2 separate regions of the Triticum aestivum genome follow, and region 2 is linked to region 1. Evidence: chromatin contacts called from public Hi-C data. All regions are on one chromosome and are shown on one strand. The core of a region is the stretch at or near the end of the contact, and the rest is flanking DNA. Distances in the headings are between cores, read along the strand shown.

What was found. A called contact is a pair of places that touch in the nucleus more often than the background predicts.
Region 2: a contact with region 1 is called in a Hi-C map of leaf, with 4 times the contacts expected there. The contact joins the promoter of LOC100049034 here to the promoter of LOC123078606 in region 1. A contact is called at or near these places in 2 of 5 Hi-C or Micro-C datasets (both in leaf).

What each region holds. Positions count from the first base shown.
Region 1 is chr3D:314,892,546-314,898,812 of IWGSC CS RefSeq v2.1, reverse strand. LOC123078606 (neutral ceramidase) reads left to right here and starts at 1,797. Exons shown (of 10, transcript XM_044501171.1): 1 at 1,797-2,134; 2 at 2,893-3,316; 3 at 3,746-3,954; 4 at 4,405-4,773; 5 at 4,880-5,135; 6 at 5,219-5,489; 7 at 5,567-5,692; 8 at 6,200-6,263. The coding sequence starts at 2,970.
Region 2 is chr3D:315,138,666-315,145,484 of IWGSC CS RefSeq v2.1, reverse strand. It overlaps LOC100049034 (protein SGT1 homolog), which reads right to left and starts at 3,760. Exons shown (of 10, transcript XM_044501173.1): 1 at 3,436-3,760; 2 at 1,005-1,074; 3 at 777-901; 4 at 342-513. The coding sequence starts at 3,607.

The DNA of each region.
Region 1 (6,267 bases), core at 548-3,047:
TGCTATTTTTCTCGAGAGAAGCCACTAGTGAAACCTACGGCCCCCGGATCTCTTTCTCATATTATTTGCCTTCACGATCTATTTTCCTTTGCTTTTATTTTCAGATCTATTAAACCAAAAATACAAAAATATCTTGCTGCGTTTTATTCTTATTTATTTTATTTGGCGTTCTATCTATCAATCTACTACAATTTTATTCACGTCCGTTTGCCCATCTTGGGGCCCCGCTACTCGAAAGGGATTGACAACCCCTTTTACACGTCGGGTTGCGAGAAGTTGTTATTTGTGTGCAGGTGTTGTTTACGTTGTGTTGTTTGGTTCGATAACCTTGGTTTCACATCCGAAGGAAATACCTACCGCTGCTGTGCTGCATCATCCCTTCCTCTTTGGGGAAATACCGACGTAGCTTCAAACCGCATCACCTGCTGCCACCAAGGACCGTGGCGGTAGGTAGTTACTATGACAATAGAAAAAAATGCCAGATCATGATTTTTTTGGAACTAGGGTCAGATTGTGCTAAACGTTGTCAAAAGGGTCAGAACAATGATTTCGGCCCAATGCCTAATCTACATCTGGTGACGTGGGCTAGCGATATTCTAGACCCGATGTTCTGCAGCAAGTAACGAGCGGCGATAGCCGTCTCAGTAATGTGGGCCATTTGGAGTAGCCGGAATAAGTATACTCATGATGAGATCAAGTTTCAGCCGATTCGTTTGATGGTGCTTATTCAAGAGATGATCCATGCACTTGATATTCCAACAAGTGCAGTTGTAGTGCAAAAACCAAGAGAAGGTTGGAACCCACAATATGTAGGCTGGGTGAAAATTAACACCGATGGAGCGGTGGATGCAGTAGAGTTGTGTTCGGGAGCGGGTGTTGTTGTCGGGAACCACACTGGGCAGTTTTTAGCTAGAAGAATGTGCAAATTTCAAAGTGTGACGATCCCTGTCTCAGTGAACTGCTAGCACTTAGAGAGCCTGGCAGCCTCTCTCGCGATACAAAAGGGATGGCAGAAAGTCCTCATTGAAACAGATTGTTAGATAATCCGGGGTGAATGGAAGGATGGTTCGTTTAGGTCCAATGAAGGCCATATACTTAGAGAGATCCAGTTACTTCTCTCAAACTTGCAAGAATTCGATATTACCTACGCTTGAAGAGGCGCCAAGGAGGTAGCTCATACATGTGCTAAGAAAGCTTTAGTCAGTGGATTGACTGTAGAATCTGTTGATGTAATTCATGCTTTTTTTGACTGCCGTTGTGCAGTCTGATGTTGTCCGCAAAACTTTGAATAAATTGCCTTGAATGGTGGTTCTAAAAAAAATCGGCCCAGCTGTACATGTGGCCGTACCCAGGCGTCTTTGTCTTGTCCAGACCTGCCTACCAAACGGACCGAATTCATGAGACCATAAACCCGTACAAGACACCCATTAATGCCTCCTAGTTCCGAACTCCGGCTTCATTTAGTAAAGCATTCTATCGTCTGCCAAACGATGGGATGGACCATATGAGTCAGATCTACCTACCAGATCTGCCAGACGATGACAACTACAGATCGACGGATACGGCATGTTGCAACAGCTTCAGATGTGGCCATCTACCAGCTTCTATACAAATTTCTTCAACAATAAGTTCAGGTGTGAACCGCCGGTAAAACCCGGTCAGGTGGTCACGCGAAAAAGCGCAAAGCCGGTGGCCGGAGCCGCACTTTCCTTCGGGCCTCCCCCACCATCACCATAGTACCAGTATACCCCACCGCGCATCTACCGGCCCGCCCTTTCCGAGCCGTGGCTTGGACGCCACACCCTGTCCGTCGCCGTCTTCGCCACTCCGCCCCTGTCTCCACTGCATCCTCCTTCTCATTCCGCCTGTCTCCCTCACCGCTCACCAGATTTGATCGACAGCGCCTTGGTACTACTACTACTAGTAGTATTAGTAAACTCCTCTTATCCAGTGAGCCACGACTACAAGGCAGTGGCACCCTGCTCTTGGAGTTCCCAATCGATCGCGTCGCGTCTCGTCTGCGCTTGGCGTGGGTTTAATAAATAAACGGCGACGGAGGCGACCAGCCAGCGCAGCAGCAGCAACTGAAGCCGCCGGGGTTCCCACTTCCCAGTTGAGATTCGCCATTCGCATGGTGAGTTCGCTTGCTCAGGCCTCCTCCCCCTTCCTTCCAGCCAGGTCGCGTCGCTTGTTCGTTTCTTTTTTATCTGCCGACGTGTGGCTAATTGGACGCGTTTCGCTGGATCAGGCTTTATATTGCGTAATTGTGCCAGGGTTTGAGTGTGGTTCCTGCGGATTTGAGGTTAATTTTGTGCTCCGGTTGGGTTGGGTTGGGTTGGGTTGGGTTGTGATTTTGTCTTGGCGTTCCTGCCAGTGCCCCAGACTGTCACACTGAAAGTGTTGCTTGTTTGGTGAGAGAGTGGCCGCAACCCGTGTCGCTTTGCTGCGGCTTTGCTTGTGGGATTTGGCTTAGTTTGGACGTTACAGGGGGTTGCTTGTCTTGTGAGAGACGCGGCCTTGACGTGCGGTCGCGTTGGTAGGCAATCCCCATTTCATGGATTTAATAGGGTGCGTCGTCGACCTGGTGATTTAGAAGCAAGTTTAAATGGTGTAATTATCCTACGATCTGCCCTACTATATGTGTGCCATGCTCTTGTAGCTTCTGCCGTGACAATGTCGAGGAATCCATATGTCAGTCAACATAAGTTTCTTCATGCTCAATAGGTCTCGCCTGCTCATAATGTGTTCATGTAAAGGAACACAGTGAAATTGTGTTGCCACTGTTTATTTATTTTATTAGAAGCCCTTCTTGGACAGTTTACACCATTTCCCCTTGCATCATTATGATAGAATGTTCGCCTATTTTGTAACAGGCTCTCTTCTCTTTTGCAGTGTACACTTAATCTGTTCTTCTCTGGAGATTTTGGACTTGCATGAGTTGATCAACAACTCCATTCCCCTGGTTCCTGATGGAGGCATCATCTTGCTTGCTCTATCAAGTCCGTGGTTTTGGTTCGTTCAGGATATGGCTATGTCTTCTTTTACTTCTCGTCCTTCAGAATTGCAGCCCGGTGCTCTCCGACTCTCCATATTTGGTCGGCATGGGGAGCTATGACATAACAGGGCCCGCAGCAGATGTTAACATGATGGGATATGCAAATACTGAGCAGATTGCATCAGGAATTCACTTCAGGCTAAAGTCACGCGCGTTTATTGTTGCTGAGCCTAATGGAAAGCGTGTTGTCTTTGTGAATCTGGATGCTTGCATGGCATCACAGCTTGTGAATATAAAGGTGCTCGAAAGGCTAAAAGCAAGGTAAGAGCTCACTTCTATTGTATTTTTACTTATCAGAAAATCCTGAAATGTAGGTTTCAACTCTCTGTGTGATGTCTCTTCCTAGAGTGTGCTTAAGGTTGCCTGGTTACATCATCCTTGGCTCATTTATCTCTCTTGAAATATTAGTTCATTATGAAGTTATCTTCTTACTTGTACCCGATTTATTTTCTTGATTATGTTAAGCCACCATTAACTGCTGATATTGTTCTGCACATTATTTAGATTATTGAACTGAGGCAGTGCCACTTTAGCCATTTCACATTGCACATACATACTGTACAAAGTGACTCAGTGACTTTATTTGAGGTCTTATACTGTAATCTGCTTGGTCTACTTCTCAATAAAACTGTAGATTCTGCCTTGCATGCTCATAAAGTTGGGTTGACTTGGCAAACCTCAATTTGGCAGGTATGGTGATCTTTATAATGAGAATAACGTGGCTATCAGTGGGATCCATACCCATGCTGGGCCTGGAGGTTATCTGCAGTATGTAGTCTATATTGTCACTTCTCTTGGGTTTGTTCGTCAGTCATTTGATGTAATTGTCGATGGGATTGAGAAAAGCATTGTTGAAGCTCATAACAACCTCCATCCTGGGAAGATCTATGTGAATAAAGGTATGAAACTATTTGCACTGTCTTGGACTAATGTGTTACCAAACTACCATTTATCTTGATCTCACACATCTAATTAAAATACATTCGATGGGTAGTATTTGGAGTGTCATCCACTTCACTCTATAATGTCATTTAGTTTCAGTTTGGTCTTTAGATGTTCCTTGAAGTCTGGCTACAATCTTATTTCTCGCTACTGCAGCTATATAATACTCCCTCCGTCCCAAAATAAGTGTCTCAAACTTAGTACAACTTTGTACTAAACCAAGTACAAAGTTCAGACATTTATTTTGGGACGGAGGGAGTAATAAATGCCCCAGAGTATAATTTTGCATGTTCTATTCCCCGTATGCTGCCTGCGTTTTTCTCTCTGTGTGGTCTTGTGATGCTGGCTAATCTTAGATTTAGCTGTTGCAAAGATTTCGTTATCAATCTCTGAAGCTTGATTTTCAGGTGACCTTCTTGATGCTGGTGTGAATCGCAGCCCGAGCGCATACCTGAATAACCCTGCTGAAGAGAGAAGCAAATACAAATACAATGTTGATAAAGAAATGACCCTTGTTAAGTTTGTAGATGATGAATCGGGTCCAGTTGGAAGTTTTAATTGGTTTGCGACTCACGGAACATCAATGAGTCGCACAAATTCTTTGATAAGTGGTGATAACAAAGGAGCAGCTGCACGTTTCATGGAAGACTGGGCTGAAAAGAATGGCCTTCCAAAGCAGACAGGTGTTGCAAGTTCTGATGATCTTGGATTTTTGCACATGACATCTGTACTTCCGAGAAGAGTCTCTACAATAATACCAGAACCGGATGAGATAAGTATGTTACATGCTACATGATTCTTGCATTGTTTATATAGTGTATTGGAATGAAACATATTAGGTTGTGCATAAACCTGATTATTTTCTCCATTGCTTTTGTTCAGCTGACGACTTAATGCAATTGGCATCATCCTACGAGGCATCGGGTGGAAGACGGTTGGCAGGTTCAAATATCACTAGACGCATTAGAAGTTCTCAAGAAAACAATGCGAAATTTGTTTCCGCGTTTTGCCAGTCAAACTGTGGAGATGTTAGTCCAAATGTCCTGGGGACGTTTTGCATAGATACCCATCTTCCTTGTGACTTCAATCACAGCACATGTAATGGGAAGAACGAACTTTGCTATGGACGAGGCCCAGGGTATTCATCATGCATAACAATTTATTAACCTTCCGTACACATAAGCCACTATTAGGTATAAATGAAATTTTGCTGTCTTGCAGATATCCTGATGAGTTTGAAAGTACCCGCATAATTGGGAATAGGCAATTTCTGAAGGCTGTAGATCTCTTTAATTCAGCTTCTGAAGAAATACAAGGAAAAATTGACTATCGACACACCTACTTAGATTTCTCTCAACTCAAAGTTAGTGTTTCTACAAGTACGGGCGGTCCGCAGGTGGTGAAAACATGCCCAGCAGCCATGGGATTTGCATTTGCTGCTGGAACCACAGATGGCCCTGGAGCTTTTGATTTCAAACAAGGAGATGACAAGGTTCAGTATATCAATTAAATATATTCTTCAGAATTTGATGATGTGCTATTCATTGACTGCGAAGCTCGTCTTATCAGGGAAACCCTTTCTGGAGATTAGTGAGGAACTTGCTAAAGACACCAGGGAAAGAGCAAGTTGAGTGCCAAGCTCCAAAACCAATATTGCTGGACACTGGTGAAATGAAGGAACCATATGATTGGGCGGTATGACTTGCTTTTTTCAGTAATCATAAGCAGGCTTGTTGCTTTGCTTCCTCTGGAACGTCTTAATTGTTATTTCACTTGATAGTTGAAACTAACGCCGCCATGATAAGGACCTATATTGCTGGTACATCGAACCAGCACTGTATAGGCTGATATATAAGATATAGTTCCGTGTAATATATGCGAATGTCACATTCCTTACTTTTCTTTAACCAATTTGATTTATTTATTTTCTCATGGGAGTTACTTAGTTCAAGAGCTTAAAGTGTAGCCATCATATATCTTCATGTTCAGTCTTCATTTGTTAACTGCAAAGCACCTGTTGTTCCTAAGCTTCACAATATTCAAATCAGAACCACGATTTCTAACTAGATTTACCCCTGATCAGTTAACTTTGCAGCTCGCCTGCTAACTTCCAAAAAAGATGATCTCTTACTAGAAACAACTTACTGAATTAACACAATTTTTATTTGCTGGTCTTGTATTGATTTTTGTAATCTTTTGCAGCCTGCGATACTTCCCATCCAGATCATAAGAATTGGTCAGCTGGTTATCTTGTGTGTTCCTGGAGGTAT
Region 2 (6,819 bases), core at 2,511-5,010, 240 kb before region 1:
CACATGTCATAGGAGTTATTTTCATTTTTTTTTTTCTGGGTATCCATTGGGTTATCCATGGGCGCAATTTCATACCCATATCCTACCCATATATTTTGCGGGTATGGATACCCGTTACCCATGGGTACAAAATCTCTCAAAGTCTTGCCCATACCCGTTGTTTTCGGGTAGGGTACCCGCGGGTACCCATACCCATGGGCAAAACTGCCATCCCTAGAAATCAAACATAAAATTTAGTGGATGTAATAGATGTCCCCCAAATTTAAATGGGCTTATACATAGAAAATAATTTTTTTATCATGGGAGAAAGAACACTACTGAAGGAATTCTGCACCAATTACCTGTATTTGGGCTTGCTTGGCACTTCTACCGTTGGCTGTGCATTCTCCATATTTGCACCATCCTGGTCCTCAACTTCAGTAGCCACAGTTGTAGCCCCGGAAGATGCCCCCGAAGATGTAGCTGGAGCAACAGCTGCAGCGGCATTCTTTACTGGCACCTGGCTAGCCTCCTCTGAACACATAACAAGTTAATGACACCCCAGTAGTACAAGTGTGGGTAAGAAAGAGCAACTGAAAAGATCATATGCAGCTTCAGAAGTGTTAGCACGTCCCAAAAACTGGATGATGATGCAAGGGTGCTATGGGAGATTTTAACAGAACGCAATAACTCAAAAATTGGGAAAACACAGACGACATATATTCCTATTATGGCATGCCCAAAAAAGAATCACTATATCCATTAGGCAATTGCTGAGCTAAAAACGTTTGACTCACCAGCAATACGATCATCACACTCCTTCATCAGACGAGTAAACCTCGAGTCACCAGATGCATATGAAGAACCCACTTCAAGAGCAGCCTTTGCAGTTTGGTATTCCTCCAGCTTGATGCAAGCAGAGCTGCATAGAATTATTCTTGTCAGATAAAAATAAAAAGGCAATAGATGGCAGTTTGTTCTAAAATTTATGTTCAGCTGATGAAGCGAATAAATGCATGGCTGACCCCTTCCGAAGGTATGCTTTATGCATCGAAGGATCAAGTTCAATTGCTTTGTTGGCATCAGCTACAGCCTCTGCAAGACAAAAATTACCACGCGCTTAGTACACTATATTGTGCGAGTACAAGCAGACAATTATTATCAAGTAACAAGTAAAAAAGGCATGATCTAACTATTTCAGTATGTCCACAAATGTAGGTCATCGTAGCCATTGGCACAAAAATGAAGGAATTAGCCTCAATGAACATCATGCCATTCTCTTGCTCCTAAATGCCCTGATTATTCTCTTGATTTATGTGTTCTCTACTTAAGACGAGCACTTGAGACTAAGAGAGATTTATGTGTTCTCTACCCAAGAAGAACACTTGAGACTAAGAGAGACACTCAATCATGAGTTATGATCATAGGAAATAATATGAATGTGAGAGGATAATGCTTAAAATAAACAAACTATATTTGTAAATATAGTGAATGGCTAATTGAGCTTACATGATCTTTCATGATGGATAGTTAAATAATATTCGGGGCTAAAGTTTACAAAATGAGTTCAACTGGTAATTAAGAACTGAAATGACATTGTACTCATACATGGATGGTGTGGCACTAACATTTTGAACATTCTAGACGTAAAAGGGCAAACAAATAAGCCACATGGCAAGTTTTGAGTTTGACAAAGAGCAGACCAAGGCTTCATTAATATGTAACAACAAGGAAACAACTATAGATCACTGACAAACAGGGATTAGGTGCTAAGAAATTCTGCAAAGTACAGAAACATAGTTATGAATCATAAGTATTACTCCATGCACAACAATGTACCTCTTGAATCTACAGATGTCACTATTATATCTTTTCCTTCATATAATCTACAGATTTCACTATTATATCTTTTCCTTCATAGATAGAGTAGAACAATTGTTTAATGCTATTACTACAATTAGGAGCACAAGGCTTCCACCAAGTCAGAAACATAGATATCCAGACCTCACTATGCAGGGAATCAAATTAGCTTTTAGTTCTCAATTTATGAAGCATTCGAACAAATAACCTCACACAGAGAAAAATTTACATACGATTTTACGATAGTTAGTTAATGTGATGTGATTTCTAGTATATCAAGCAGTGGCTTGTAGCTGCCTGAATAACATTTTTACACAGGCAACATAGGGATACTTTGATTATCACAAAGAAATGTACCATTGATTACAAATTGTTGCCAAAAACAGGGTTTTTTTCAAAGGCAGTCGTTGTTCATGGCATTGTTCATGGCACTAGGCTGAAGAGGAAGGTCCTCACCTCCTTGGCCATGCTAGGACACAGTATCTAACTTCAGGAGGATAGCATGTATTCCATATCCTCATAAATTGAGGAAATAGGCAAATATTTTGCCTCTGCTTAACAATAACTTTTTCCAAGGGCACTTCTATGAGGAAAACAAAAGCACGCACCTTAAGAAAAAATCCATATTATCATACAACAGCTCTACATTTGGATGGCATTTTACTTTACATCATGAGGACAGAAATGGAGTTCTATGCAACAATTCAATGATACATGGAACAAGTAATAAAACAAGATGTGCAAACAACCAAATACTGAACTGCAAGATAGCAAAATAACAATACTCCAATGATGATACTACCCAGATTCTTTATGGTGGTTAAGTGCCTCAGAGTTGATATAAATATAACACTTTACATGCCACCACATTAGATCTCCTTCCTTTTCAAGGTTAGGCTAAAGGCTGTGATGTAAGAACAGAAATCAACAACATAACAACCAGAGATCAAACAACCCAGAATCTCAACGTTAGCACCCGTTTTGACTAATTTCACCAACATATATGAGCAAAAAGCAAGCAATAACTGTAGCAACTCAACAAGTGCATACCTTCTTTGGGCGCAAGTCATGTAATGACTATACTAAACACGCTGCAATGCTATTCTACCCCATTATGTTCCCTCGCCTATGCAAACTGGAAGTCAACCCTAACTGTAAATGAGATTAGGGATTCAACACACTTGTACGTCAACACCTGCACACACACACAAGCTATGTGTGCTGACACTAACGAACCAGACTTATTTCACACAAATCAGAGCAACCCCCAACGGAGCCCATCTTTGACCGACCGACACTTGGGCGCACCACACAGGTAACGTAAGGATTCGGAACGAAAACAAAACGAGCTTATTAGGGCCTAACTCGCCGCTCGAACTCCATAACTAACCTAGAACCGCACCGGCAACGCAACAAGCGACGGTGAATCGAACTCATCTGCTCCCAGAACCACACGCAAACATCTCATAGGGGGGCCTAGAGAGCCTAGCGATTCCATCCACATCCACGCGGGAAATCATGACAGGGTTCGGCATAAGCAAACGAATCGAGCCGCAGGGGCGGGGGGGCGAGGAGGGGAAGGCGGGAAACACGCACCAGTGTAACTGCCCAGCTTGATGTGCGCCTGGGCTCGGTCGGCGTAGAGTTCCGCGGTGGCCGGCCCCGCCTCAATGGCCTGGGTGTAGAGCTCGGCGGCCAGCTCGAAGTCGTCGTCGACGAAGGCCTCCTTGGCCTTGCTCTCCAGATCCGACGCGGCGGCGGCGGCCATGTCTGCGTCGAGGTGGAGAAGACCAGACGAAGACTTTGGGAGAGGTGAATAGAGATCGACGGTATTTGGTGGGGAGGGGATGGATGGATCCAAGCAAGGGACTGATTGGATTGGATTGAGCAGCGTGCGGTTAAACGGCCTCTTAAGGGCCCGTGGGGCTGTTTCTAGAGTGTTCCGGGGGCAGGGCCGGCCAGCCAGGCCGAGGGGGGGATTGCAGTTGCAGTGCATGGCAAGTTCTCCGTCTTTTGTTTTTTGCTTTTCCTCCTCTCTTTTCCTTTCCTTTCCTTTCTGTCTTTTGTGCGGATCAAGCCTAATTGTTTTGCTTTTGGGACCCAGGAAGTTTCACGAATCATCATTGCTTGATTAGGGCATGAACAATGGTGGCATCACCTAGTGCTGCCCCAAAACCTCCACATCATCACAACAAAAATGAGACTGCGATTCGGTTTTCATTCAATTTAACCGATAGCCTTGTGACGTGAGCTAGCCTCTTCTCACTTCCCATCTTTTTCTCGCCATAGCACATGGACTTTATCTTTTCTTCTTCCACACACTCTCCCTCTCTCCCAAGAGCAACGCATGCACTACCACATTTGTCCATGGACCACACTCTCACTCCCTCAAGCTGCTACCTCCTCTGCAAGCTGCACCTGAGCTCTGCAAGCTAATGTCTTTTTCTCCTCTCTCCTCCACGGCAGCTCTCCTCCGACGTGGACCTGCGGGGCAGCTGTCCAGCGTGGGGCGTTGGTCATGCCCTTAGCCTCTTGCTATGGGGTTAAGGGGGTGACTTTTTGATCTTGGTGTCTGATATCGTGATTAAGGAGTAAGAAGGTTGTCATCGGCGCCATGTGCAGTCGTTGGCTTGTGCTGTTGTGCGTCGTCAATGGAGATTAGAATATGATGTTGGATTGATGGTACTAAACGCTGCATGGCATCTTCGCATGCTAGGTACCGTCATAACTCAAGCAACATGGAGATGAGAATAGACATGGGTGAGCTTGTTAGAAGATTACATCATCGACAACGGAACCTCTCAATACCCGCTCTCAAGCGCTCGGACGGACTGTCCGGTCAGTGACCGGGCCAAAAATTGCCACCCAACCGGACACCTCAGAGCCACCCTAAACGCCCGGACTGACCGGTGGATATGGGGAGGCCCGAATGCGACCGGACATGCCCGTCACGTAGGCCTGGTCTATGGCTCGCGCCGCCTCCATCTGTCCCCATAAAAAACCCAGCCGACGAACCCTAGCCTCACTCCACTTGTCCGCTTCGCTCCTCTTCCAGTATGTTCCCTTTCTCGCTCGCCCCGCTTCTCTCCCCTCGCCATGGATTCCGCGAGCTCATCGGACGAGGAGGAGCTCGCGCTCCGCATTGTTCTCCTACGTTCGCAGGTGGACTGGGGCAGGAGCTCCTCCTCGTCGGCAATGAGCTCGTCGTCGGTGGGTGGCTCCTCGTCCGTCGCGCCCCGAACGCGCCTGATGCGCTCCTTGTCATGTTAGGCCAGGCATCACGGCCGGCATCGCCGCCCCGTCACCGCCATGAGCTGCCCCTCCTGGTAGCCAATGGGTACTGGTGGTCCGGTGCCGGCACCACCCAGCCCACAGCCGCGGCTACGCCAGCCGGAGACGAAGTGTTGCGCTTATCGGATGGCGATGAGGGCAGCGGCGCAAGCGTCTAGCTCCGCTAAATTTGCGTCGGAGGCGCTGCCGCCCGCCCCCGACAACAATGAGGCGCTCCACCTTTCTATCCGCCAATCTTACACGTCGGTGGAGCCGGACGGCCCCTACCGGCGTCCCAAGAACGATGTGATGCTCTAGCTCAACAGAGTCCGAGGTGGCGGACAAAGCCGCCGGTCTTGCGGCGGAGCAGAATCGCGCCCCCGATGCATGGCAGTCTACATGAGCTCTGTCTCCAACGACAACAAACGGCACGACGACGGACGACTACGACGCCTCGCCTGCCGCCGACGCGTACATGGAGGACCAAAGCCGAGACCGCAAGGGGAAGGAGTCGGCGATGCAGTGGTGAACTCCGACCGACCCCCGCCCCTATGTTTTAATTAGTTGTTTAATGTTTATTTTAGCTTAACGGCTTAAGTTTGACGAGCTCGGGCCTTTTGGTGAACTAAATATATGGCAAATGTCAGATTTATTATGTTTTATGCATTGTCATATGGATCTACGTATGTTGCATGGCTGGTATGAATTTGGGTACCAAATTTAGGTAATCGCGGTTGTGGAGCAACCATTTTAGTCATTGTCCGGTCGATGACAGCGGACACGACCGGGCGCGCCCGCCGGCATATAGGTCGCCATATTAGGTAATCAGGATTGTATATGCTCTTTATGATTTGAGCTTGAAATGTAGCATTCAACTTGGAAATAGATTTTCAAATGTAGCTTTTTACTCCCCTTGCAAACGACAATGCTTAATGGAGGATGAGCTCCATGGAGCTCTTTATTTTGGAAATTTTGAAGTTTAAATAAAATTCTAAAACAAGTAGGCATTTACCGTTAAGTTTAATCCAGAAAAACATGATAGTGAAGATAATCGAGACAAACAACAAATTGTTGAAACTAGTCATGCAACCGAAATCATAAAGAAAAGACATCATATTTATATTGATTGGTACTAGTAGTACTCCAAACACTAACCCTAACATAGAGGATAACATGACATATGGAGTAGCAGAAGCGGAAGCAGATGCGCCGTTCGTCATGTCGTTGAAGAGGTTGTCGACGTCGGGGAAGAAGTCGTCATTGGGGAACTCGTCATCGATCGCAGCCACGATGATCAAGGATCCAACAGTCACACGGAAGCGCTCCCCAAAAACCTGATCACCCCTCTCCCGTACCAGATCACAAGAGGCGGAGTTTCGGAGGCCTTTGTCTCACTCCACGGTGCACGTCGGGACGGGATATGGGAAAGAGATAAGCAGTGCAATGTTCTGAAACAAGGTGATGTGTTATGTGTCTCGTGGGGAAGAGGAGCCGCCTCTTATAGGCGTGACGAGATGAAGCTCAAAATGAACGCACTAATTCCCACTAACGAGAGGAGAAACAGACGCACTAAAAATCCTATTAAGTAGTCAGTTTCGCCTTCCATTAGTAGGCCAATCGTTTTAACTTCTTGCATGAAAAAAATATGCTAGCACGCACATAATGAAGAAACCAACATACTAATGGAGAAATAAAACCGAAACCAAAACA